Linked DNA regions of Ovis aries: region 2 is linked to region 1. A link is a contact called in public Hi-C data. All regions are on one chromosome and are shown on one strand. Each heading gives the region's core, a stretch centred on a gene start, on an enhancer-like site or on the middle of the called end of the contact. The rest is flanking DNA. Distances are from core to core; before and after follow the strand shown.

Evidence for each region. Hi-C and Micro-C count contacts between places; a contact is called where the count stands out from the background.
Region 2: a contact with region 1 is called in a Hi-C map of liver, with 5 times the contacts expected there. The contact joins the promoter of TAF2 here to the enhancer-like site in region 1. A contact is called at or near these places in 3 of 16 Hi-C or Micro-C datasets (hypothalamus, liver and tail adipose tissue).

The regions. Positions count from the first base shown.
Region 1 is chr9:93,842,499-93,847,143 of ARS-UI_Ramb_v3.0, forward strand. IMPA1 (inositol monophosphatase 1) reads left to right here. Exons shown (of 9, transcript XM_060393543.1): 9 at 1-1,169. Among named protein-coding and RNA genes, the nearest start is that of SLC10A5, 34 kb to the left of the region's middle. Within about 2 kb of position 2,738, at least 3 of the 54 cell types and tissues checked have an H3K27ac peak or open chromatin away from gene starts, as enhancers often do. A contact at or near this core is called in hypothalamus and liver, where this site is marked.
Region 2 is chr9:94,190,286-94,194,930 of ARS-UI_Ramb_v3.0, forward strand. It overlaps TAF2 (TATA-box binding protein associated factor 2), which reads right to left and starts at 2,371. Exons shown (of 27, transcript XM_060393983.1): 1 at 1,995-2,371; 2 at 1,323-1,376. The coding sequence starts at 2,078.

The DNA.
Region 1 (4,645 bases), core at 1,488-3,987:
TGCAAATAGGTAGCAGTTTCGAGTTTCTAAGTATTTATGAGCCTGTGAAATTATGACTCACTGTTTCTGTGTATATGCATTCCTAATGAGACAGTTAACTTTTTGGAAAAAGTTTTTTTTAGTTTCAAAAGCCATAGTACATTAAATTTGTAAGAAGCATATAATGAATACTGCCTGGAGCAGAAAACCTTGCTCTCTTCATCAGTGTGGCACCCCACATGGAGCCTGTCAAATAGGGGGCAATCCAAAAGCAAGCAGAGGAAGAGTGGGCGCTCTGAAGGCGGTGATTCCTAGCTGCTACGGAAAGAAGCGAGCTGATCGCTGTGTGATTTTACTTCGGGTTTGGACATAAGAACTATCTGGTCATCCTGTTTATATCTCACCCGACCCTTCCTGTTCACATTTCATATTACCATGCCGCTCCAGTGACGCCACCAAACAGAACTCGCCGCGCCGCTCCCCGCTCCAGGGCCGCGCTTTTGTTTTAAGTGGACAGTGGCCGCAGTGAGAGCAGAGGAGAGCCCGCTGAGCCAGAGACGCCGTTCTCGCGCCTGCGTGGGGCCGCGTGTGTCGCTTTCCTGTTGCACAGAACGCGTTGTCCCCGGGCCTGGTAGCGTCCGGTGGGGCCTGCTTATTATGCCACAGTCCTAGCGTCAGGAGCCCCGGCGCCTTGGCCAGCATCCTGCCCCGAGGGTCTTCCGCGAGCTTGCAGTCGAGACTCGACCGGAGCTGCAGTGTCTCAGAGTCCGACGGGGGCTGAAGCGCCTCCTCAGTCTCGTGCATGCGGCTGCTGGTGGCAGCTCCTGCTGTCTGGCGGCGGGAGGGTTGCCTTCCTCTCCATCTTCGAGGCTGAGTGTCCTCAGCGCCTGGCGCCTGCCTTCCCCCGGAAGTGAACCGAGAGCGGAGGCAAGCAGGAAACGGCTGTGCCTCTTGTAACCCAGTCCCTGAAGTATCCCTATCACTTCCTTTCTTTTCTGTTTAATGGATGCGGCTCTTTAAGTCAGCCACACTCAAAGGCTGGGGAATTCCGCGAATAGATAGCATCATTCTAGAATTCTCTCTCCCGAGCTCCAGACTCATGCTTCCAGAGGCCGAGTGAAATCCCTCTCAGTGTGTTGCAGATGTCTCATACCGAGCGTGTCTCCAAATAAACTCAATCCCTGCTCCCATCTGTTCCTCTGCTTACATTTTTTCTCTTAGTTAATAGTATTTTACCCAGGCAGACAGGTGATATTTTTACCCTCCCGTGCCTCTCACCTCCTACACGCAGCTGGCCACCAGCTGTGTGCAGATGTATCCGGAAGTCTCTCTGGAATTTTCTCCAGTTCCGCGTCTCCTGCGACACCTGGGCAGTTACCTCTGGAATTACTGCAGTAGTCTTGAGTCACTAGAGCCCCCTCCAGTCTCTCCTCCACGCTAACACCCAGATCTCTCACTTAAAATCTAATCACTCACATAAATATGAAAAAAAAAAAAAAAGGACTCCTGTGATGGTCCGGTGGTTAAGAATCTCCACCCCCTTGCAATTCAGGGGACTCGGGTTCAAGCCCTCTTCAGGGAGCCAAGATCCCCCTGCTGTGGGGCAGCCAAGTCCACAACCAGAGAGACGCCTGCCCGCAGTGACAGAGGAGCCTGCCTCCTCGACTGAGACCCAGGTGAGATCCCCCTGCTGTGAGGCAGTGAGGCCCACTAGAGAGACGCCTGCCCGCAGCGACAGAGGGGCCTGCGTGCTGCAACGGAGACCCAGCGCAGCCCAAAAAAGCATGTTCTCAGATCCAGTCTCTCCCCAGGCAAGGATCCTGCGGTGGAAGCCCATGTAACACACACCTGGGCTTCCCTGTGGCTCAGTCAGTAAAGAAGCCGCCTGCAGTGCAGGAGACCCGGGTTCCATCCCTAGGTCAGGAAGGTCCCTGGAGGAGGAGGTGGAAGGTGGAAGCCCACTCCAGTGTTCTGGCCTGGGGAATCTCACGGTCAGAGGAGCCTGGTGGGCTGCAGCTACAGTTGCAAGTCAAACACGACGTAGCAAGTAAACCGCCACCACCACCACTCACCAGATTAAATTTCTCTCTGATCCGTCACTTCCAACACGCAAACCCCAATCCCTCACTGATGCCCGCATCCTTGCACTGTTGGACTCGCCCCTTCCAGCTGCTTTTGGCCGAAGCCCCACAGGCAACCTGCGATCAAGCCACCACCAGAAAGTGCCAGAGGAGGCTTCCCACCCAAGCTCCATCTGCCTGGAATTCCCCCGCCTACCAGACTCAACCTCCAAAACATAAGCCAAAGGTCACTGCCTGTCTGCCCTGTCTTTGGCTCACCTCTTCTTTCGGATTGTATGCAAACCCATATTGAATTTGTCTCAGTAAGTAAGAGTTTTTGTTTGTATATCTGTATCCCCACAATACTCTGAGCTCTTTGGGAGCAAGGATCCTGAGTCAGTCAGTTTTCTGACTGTGAAGCAGTAAATGTCAATATTTTGGTGGGGAAAAAAAATTGGTATGTATTAATTATTTTTCAAGAGAATGGGTTTTGTTCAGCCATAGTTTGTTCTTTTATGAGTGACTGCTTTCTGGAGAAAGTGAAATCTTTTTTAGATTTCTGAGTGGATAAATTTGGCTTAAAGAACAGAATATCTACATTTCAGAATTCCCGGCGTGTCTATTTGCTGAAGACCCCCTCCACTCTGTCCTCTGCGCTGGCAGAAAATGGCCACTAGGGGGCATCATAGTTACGTTCACGTTATTCGCTGTGCCGTGATTAACCTCAGGGCAAAAGCCAGTTTTGAAAACAAAAATCTCTTTATGACCCACGGTTGTTTGTTTAGCTATGCATGCCTTTTGAAAGAAAATTAACATTTAAACTTCCTACCCCTTATCTCCATTCTGCCTGCCACTCAGAAATCCTTCCGCCAACAGTCATATTTGGAATGTTTGCTAAGAAAACTCAACTCCCCATTTTCCCTCTACCTCCAGCAAATTCTTCACTAAACAAAACATTATCTCCAACTCTACACAAACCAGTTTGACAGAAAATATCGAAGATAGAACATTTTCAACCAGCATTTATTAGGAGGCAGGCACTGTGCTGAGGTGTACATAGGTAGGGGAAAGTAACTAAGAGGTGGTACATAGCTCGTTTGTCTATTTATAACCTAAGGTGACAAAAAGTACCTTTGGGCATTTTACAGAAGTAACAGAGCAGAAGAATAAGTCTGCAAAAAAAGCAGCAGTGCAGGCACTTGGAAACAACTGGGGCCAGTCGCCGGACTTAGGGGGAGGGCTTCGCTGGACTTAGGGGAGGAGAAAGCCAGTTTAGGGGTGGGGGGTGGGGGGTGGGCCATGCTGCAGAGGAGGCAGTGGCACCCCACTCCGTACTCTTGCCTGGAAAATCCCACGGACAGAGGAGCCTGGTAGGCTGCCGTCCATGGGGTCGCACAGAGTCGGACACGACTGAAACGACTTAGTAGCAGTAGAAGTAGTTGGCCATGCTGTGCGGCTTATGGGATCTTAGTTCGATGACCAGGGATCAAATCCATGCCCCTTGCTCTGGGAGCTTGGAGTCTCAGTGACTGGACTGGCGGGGAAGTCCTGAATAAGCCAATTTAGGAAGAGCATATACCGAGAAAATGTAAAGGAACGGTGGGTACGTTTCCACTATTGACGGCCTGTTCCAGACAAAACAGTCAACCCTGCGTAAGAATGTGCTTTCTAAGTGGAAGAAGAAATCCCCAGGTCTCTGTTTAAAAAGAGCTGTGATGGTTGAGGGACTAACCAGTAAATCCTGAGGCTTTCTTAAGGATATATCTCCCGCGTATTCCATACATTGCATTCAACGTGTTCAATGAATCAGAAGACTAGCTTTGGAACAGGAGGATAGGGAAGGTGGGCCTTAGAATCTGCATTTACCAAAGACCACGAGAGAGGGTAGAGTGGCTGAACAAATGGGAATCTTCTCTGAAGGACAGCATTCTTAACTTAGACGTTGGAGTGCCCACAGGTTAAAATCAACCATCTGTGAGTTTATAGTCAAAAGTCACCAAACACGGGATAAGCCACCACCAGTGAAAATTGCAGGAAGCAAAAATTTAGACACCTTAGGACCTCAGATCTCAGAACTGTCAGACACAAGAAACAAAATAGCTAGATGTAAACTGTTTAAATACAGCTAGGGTGAAAGTTGCATACTTAGTCACTTCAGTCACGTCCGACTCTGCCACCCCACGACTGTAGCCTGCTAGGCTCCTCTGTCCATGGGATTCTCCAGGCAAGAATCCTGGAGCGGATTGCCACGCCCTCCACGAGGGGACCTTCCCGACCCACAGACGGATCCCGCGTCTCTCATATCTCCTGCACCGGCAGGCAGGTTCTTCACCACCAGAGCCACCTGGGAAACCAGGGTAAAATGTACACAGATAATGAGCGGATATACTTGGGGAAAAGAACAAGACAACTTTTAGGAATGAAATAAAGGTCGTTTAAGTACAGAGCTTGGTATGTAGGTAAAAGAGCAAAATGCAGATCTTCTGTGGCACCCGATGGGGCCCGTGTGCCTTCACTTCAGTCCCGTCCAACTGCGACCCTGGGGACGGCAGCCCACTGGGCTCCTCTGCCCACGGGAGTCTCCAGGCAGCAATACTGGAGTGCGT
Region 2 (4,645 bases), core at 1,121-3,620, 350 kb after region 1:
AGGATGCAAAATGAAGGTCTATGACAGACCAAAAGAAATGCTGTCAAAAGGAAAGAGAAAAACGGAATAGGTGGAAGAAAGCTGTGTACATCAATTCTGACCTTGATATCAACTGAAGAAAGCAAAGGCTATAGTAACTAATTTTCACATTCTTTTACCCATCTTTCTTCCATTACAGGCGATAGCTAATATTTCAGGTGGGAAAAATGCTGAAACTGCCATTTCTTCACACAAATGGATAACTTCAGGGATCAGCAAACTTTTTCTTAAAGGGCCAGAGACTAAATAGATATTACAGGCCTCACAGTTTCACAGCTATTCCACTTTGCCATTGTAGCTCCAAAGCAGCCTTAGACAGTTTATAAATAAATGGGTGTAGCTGTGTTCAAATAAAACTTTACTTACAAAAGCAGGTAGTTAGCTAATGCCACAACATAACTAATGTTACAATAGCTGATGGGACTTCCTTAAGCCAGGAACACTGTCATCTAAACAGAAGTGTTGAGAGGATGATCTGGGGGCAAAAGGGGTTAGACTGTTATAGATATCTTCCTTTTGCCCTTCCTAATCTGCCCTCTAACCCTACTTTCTATCCAAGAAGATGCATTAACTGGGCACTAGCCTCCGGCTGCTGGTCAGGGTGGTCAAACGAGAGGCACAAAGAGGAAATGGAAAATAGAAGAAAAGGGAGCTCTGCAGATTCATAACCCTGGGTCTTAGGCTATCAACGGCATTTCTAGAACAAATATATCAATCCACATAGATATTTGCATATATATCATATATGGATATATATATGCATTATTTATCAACCCATAGGGATATAACAGTCCACACATCTAAACTGGCCAGGGGACAGGGGGCGGGGAGAGGGGCAATTACTAGGTTTCAAACACCTTTATCTAGAACTTTACTACAAAGCAATGCCAGGGAAACAAGGTCAGGCAAAAATTAGAAAAACAAAAGCAGCCTCTGAACAGTCAAGTTAATAAGTCAGTTTGTGTATCAGCCTTAATTTTTTCACAGAAAAAAAATCTCACTGTGGACTTATTCTTGTTTCATACACAAATCTAAAATGTTTGGTAATATAGACTTTCATATTCCACAACATACTAAGAGAAATAAATTTTTATCGGAAAACAGGAAAAAAGGAAAGGGAGAATTGAGGTGTTGGCCAGTATAGTAGTAAGGCCATGGCTCCTGAAGTCATACACGTTTGAATTCTAATCCGTATCTGTTCTCAAAACCCATGACCCGGAAAGTTTCTAAGTATTGTAAAGCATGCTGTTGTTATCGCTTATAATTGCTGAGAATATACTTACCACGACAGATTTTCTCTGGAAGTTTATGTTGTTGATGCAGACGACCTGATGGGTTGTACATTAAAGAATAAAGAAAATATTTCAATTATTAAATAACGTATAATTCGATCCCAGTGTGAACAAGAACTGTGTTCTAAGCAACTCAAAATCACACTTATCTTTCATGCTAAAACCCTAGAAATTAGCGTAACTTGTTTATTTAAAATTCAGCAACAGCCACGAAAGTAAATTTTTTTGGACAAAAATACAATTTAAGAAAAAGGTACATTAATCTGAAAAGGGCAGTAAATCTGCTGAAATTCCATTGTCATTGAAAACATTTTCGCCCTACAAAACTGTGGACGGCTTCCAGTTTCCCACAAGGCTTTCCACGCCCACTAAGTTTCAAGCGATCAGTGAAACTGATTAATTATAACTAAGGAAAACCAAACCTAGAAGTGTTAGTCGCTCAGCCGTGTCCATTCTGTGGCCCCATGGACTGTAGCCCGCCAGGCTCCTCTGTCCATGGGATGCTCCAGGCAAGAACACTGGAGTGGGTAGCCTTTCCCTCCCCCAGGGCATCTTTCCGACCCAGGGATCCAACCTGGGTCTCCCGCACTGCAGGCGGATTCTTAACCGGCTGAGCCACCCGGGAAGCCCCAGAAAAAAGGGAGATAGAGAAAAAAATACTTATAATTTATAAGGCCTTGGGCTTTCAAAGCCCTTGTCTCCTTTCTTCCTGTTCATTCTGGCGGGGTCAGAGCCAGTCGGCGGCATCGGGGGCCCCGCGGAGCTCGGCTTCCCGGCCTCCCGGGCGGCGGCGGGGCATCACCAGCCTTGGGCACCGGACGCCCCCCGTTCCCGCACGCTCCCAAAAGTCACGGCCCGCGGCGGGGGCGCCCTGGGCACCACGCCCGGCCCTGCCCGATCCGCCGCGGCCGCCCCTCACACTCGCTCTGGGGACTCGGCTCGTCCGTCGTCTCTGTCGAGCGCCTGTCACGGAGACCCTTCCCACAGAAGCGCCCAACGACGCCCGCCAGCCGACATCTTTCTCGGCACCCCTGACCCCTGACGTCAGCGGAAGTAGGGCGATGCTGAGGCGGCAGCCGGAAGTCTTGTGGTCCGTGGGCGGGGCTTAGCGAGCTCCCGGGTTTGCGTTTGCCAATTAATGTGCAGACGGCGGCTGAAAACCGTTGAAGCTGAGGAAACTTGACAGATGTTTTGTGGATGACGCGAGGACAGCAGAACGGAAAGGAGAAACATCAAATTTTAGAGGAATGAAGATGTAGCGCAACCACTGAAAAGCCTGGGGACGAGGTTTTCAAAGCGCCAGGGGCCGAGGCCTAGGAAACCAGGAGGCGTCCGTCCGGGCACTGTGTAAAAAGAACCCTCAACTCACCGGAGCTGTGACTTCGGATGGAAAAGACGAGATGACACCTCAGGGAGTCTAACTCGAATTCACGTCCTCACTAGGCATTGCTGCCTCGGTATTTATTGAAAAATTAATTAAATAAGTGGATTATACAGATGCAGAAATACTGAAACACCGAACTATTTTGAAGTCGTCTGCATTTCATGTGCTTGAGAATAAACGGTTGTAAATTCCAGTGACAGTTGAATCTTGGTTGTGGATTATTAACTTTTTTTTTTTTAACTTTGGGCCAGGTTTAACCCTTCCATCTGTCCTGATGACAAGTTCATTAGCTAAAATTAATTTGAACTTTGGTCTAAAGGAAAACATACTAGGAAAATAAAGATGTAAAATAACTTTATCAAGCATTCCAAAGCCAGAAATTACTTGTCGTTTTTGAGTATTACCTGTGTCAGTATCCTTCATTATAGGATGGTAAACTATTGTTATTCTTCTTCACAGGGGACTAGTACTGAAAAGGGTGTTCTTGAGTTACAGACTTTTTAATACCATTTTGCATGGAAGATGGAGAATATTTAGCAAGATAGATGGAACTGGGTTAAAAAGAGGTCACTGGGTTAAGGAAAGAATGGGAGGCAAATAAGTAGTAAGTAGTACACAGACTTTCATCCCTAAGTGTATATCTGAGGTAGAAGATAGAGGGGCCAGGTAGAGGGGCCCCTGGGCTGGACAGCTGGTGTCTGTCAAGTGGAGAAAAACTGAAGCTTTGTTCTCCCCACACTCCAAGGAAAAAGCTAGTGGCAGAAGCTGAGCTCTGCTGGAATAGAGATAAGATGGCCATTCCTGAGGTCAAGGAAACTTCCTGACCCCTCAGGTCCACAAAGGCTCCTTGGAGGTAGAAAAGGGAGGCAGGTCACCAATACCCCCAGTAATGGGTGGTGGAATCCATCTTTAGCAAAAAGTTGCGCATGGACCTTAGGGAGCTCCCTGGAACAGATCAGATTTGGGGAAAGAAGTAAGAAAATGAGCCAAGAGAAACAAAGACCAGGAAGAACTGTCCTACAGAGTGATTTAAGTCACTTTTATGTGCTCCCTTGATATCTCTAATTTTCTTGAGATCTCTAGTCTTTCCCATTCTGTTCTTTTTCTTTATTTCTTTGCATTGATCGCTGAAGAAGGCTTTCTTATCTCTTCTTGCTATTCTCTGGAACTCTGCATTCAGATGCTTATATCTTTCCTTTTCTCCTTTGCTTTTCGCCTCTCTTCTTTTCACAGCTATTTGTAAGGCCTCCCCAGACAGCCATTTTGCTTTTTTGCATTTCTTTTCCATGGGGATGGTCTGGATCCCTCTCTCCTATACAATGTCATGAACCTCATTCCATAGTTCATCAGGCACTCTTATCAATCAGATCTAGGCCCTTAAATCTATTTCTCACTTCCACTGTATAATCACAAGGAATTTGATTTAGTTCATACCTGAATGGTCTAGCGGTTTTCCTACTTTCTTCAATTTGAGTCTGAATTTGGTAATAAGGAGTTCATGATCTGAGCCACAGTCAGCTCCTGGTCTTCTTTTTGTTGACTGTATAGAGCTTCTCTATCTTTGGCTGCAAAGAATATAATTTTGGTGTTGACCATCTGGTGATGTCCATGTGTAGAGTCTTCTCTTGTGTTGTTGGAAGAGGGTGTTTGCTATGACCAGTGCATTTTCTTGGCAAAACTCTATTAGTCTTTGCCCTGCTTCATTCCACATTCCAAGGCCAAATTTGCCTGTTACTCCAGGTGTTTCTTGACTTCCTACTTTTGCATTCCAGTCCCCTATAATGAAAAGGGCATCTTTTTTGGGTGTTAGTTCTAGAAGATCTTGTAGGTCTTCATAAAACCATTCAACTTCAGCTTCTTCAGCATTACTGGTTGGGGCATAGACTTGGATTACTGTGATATTGAATGGTTTACCTTGGAAACGAACAGA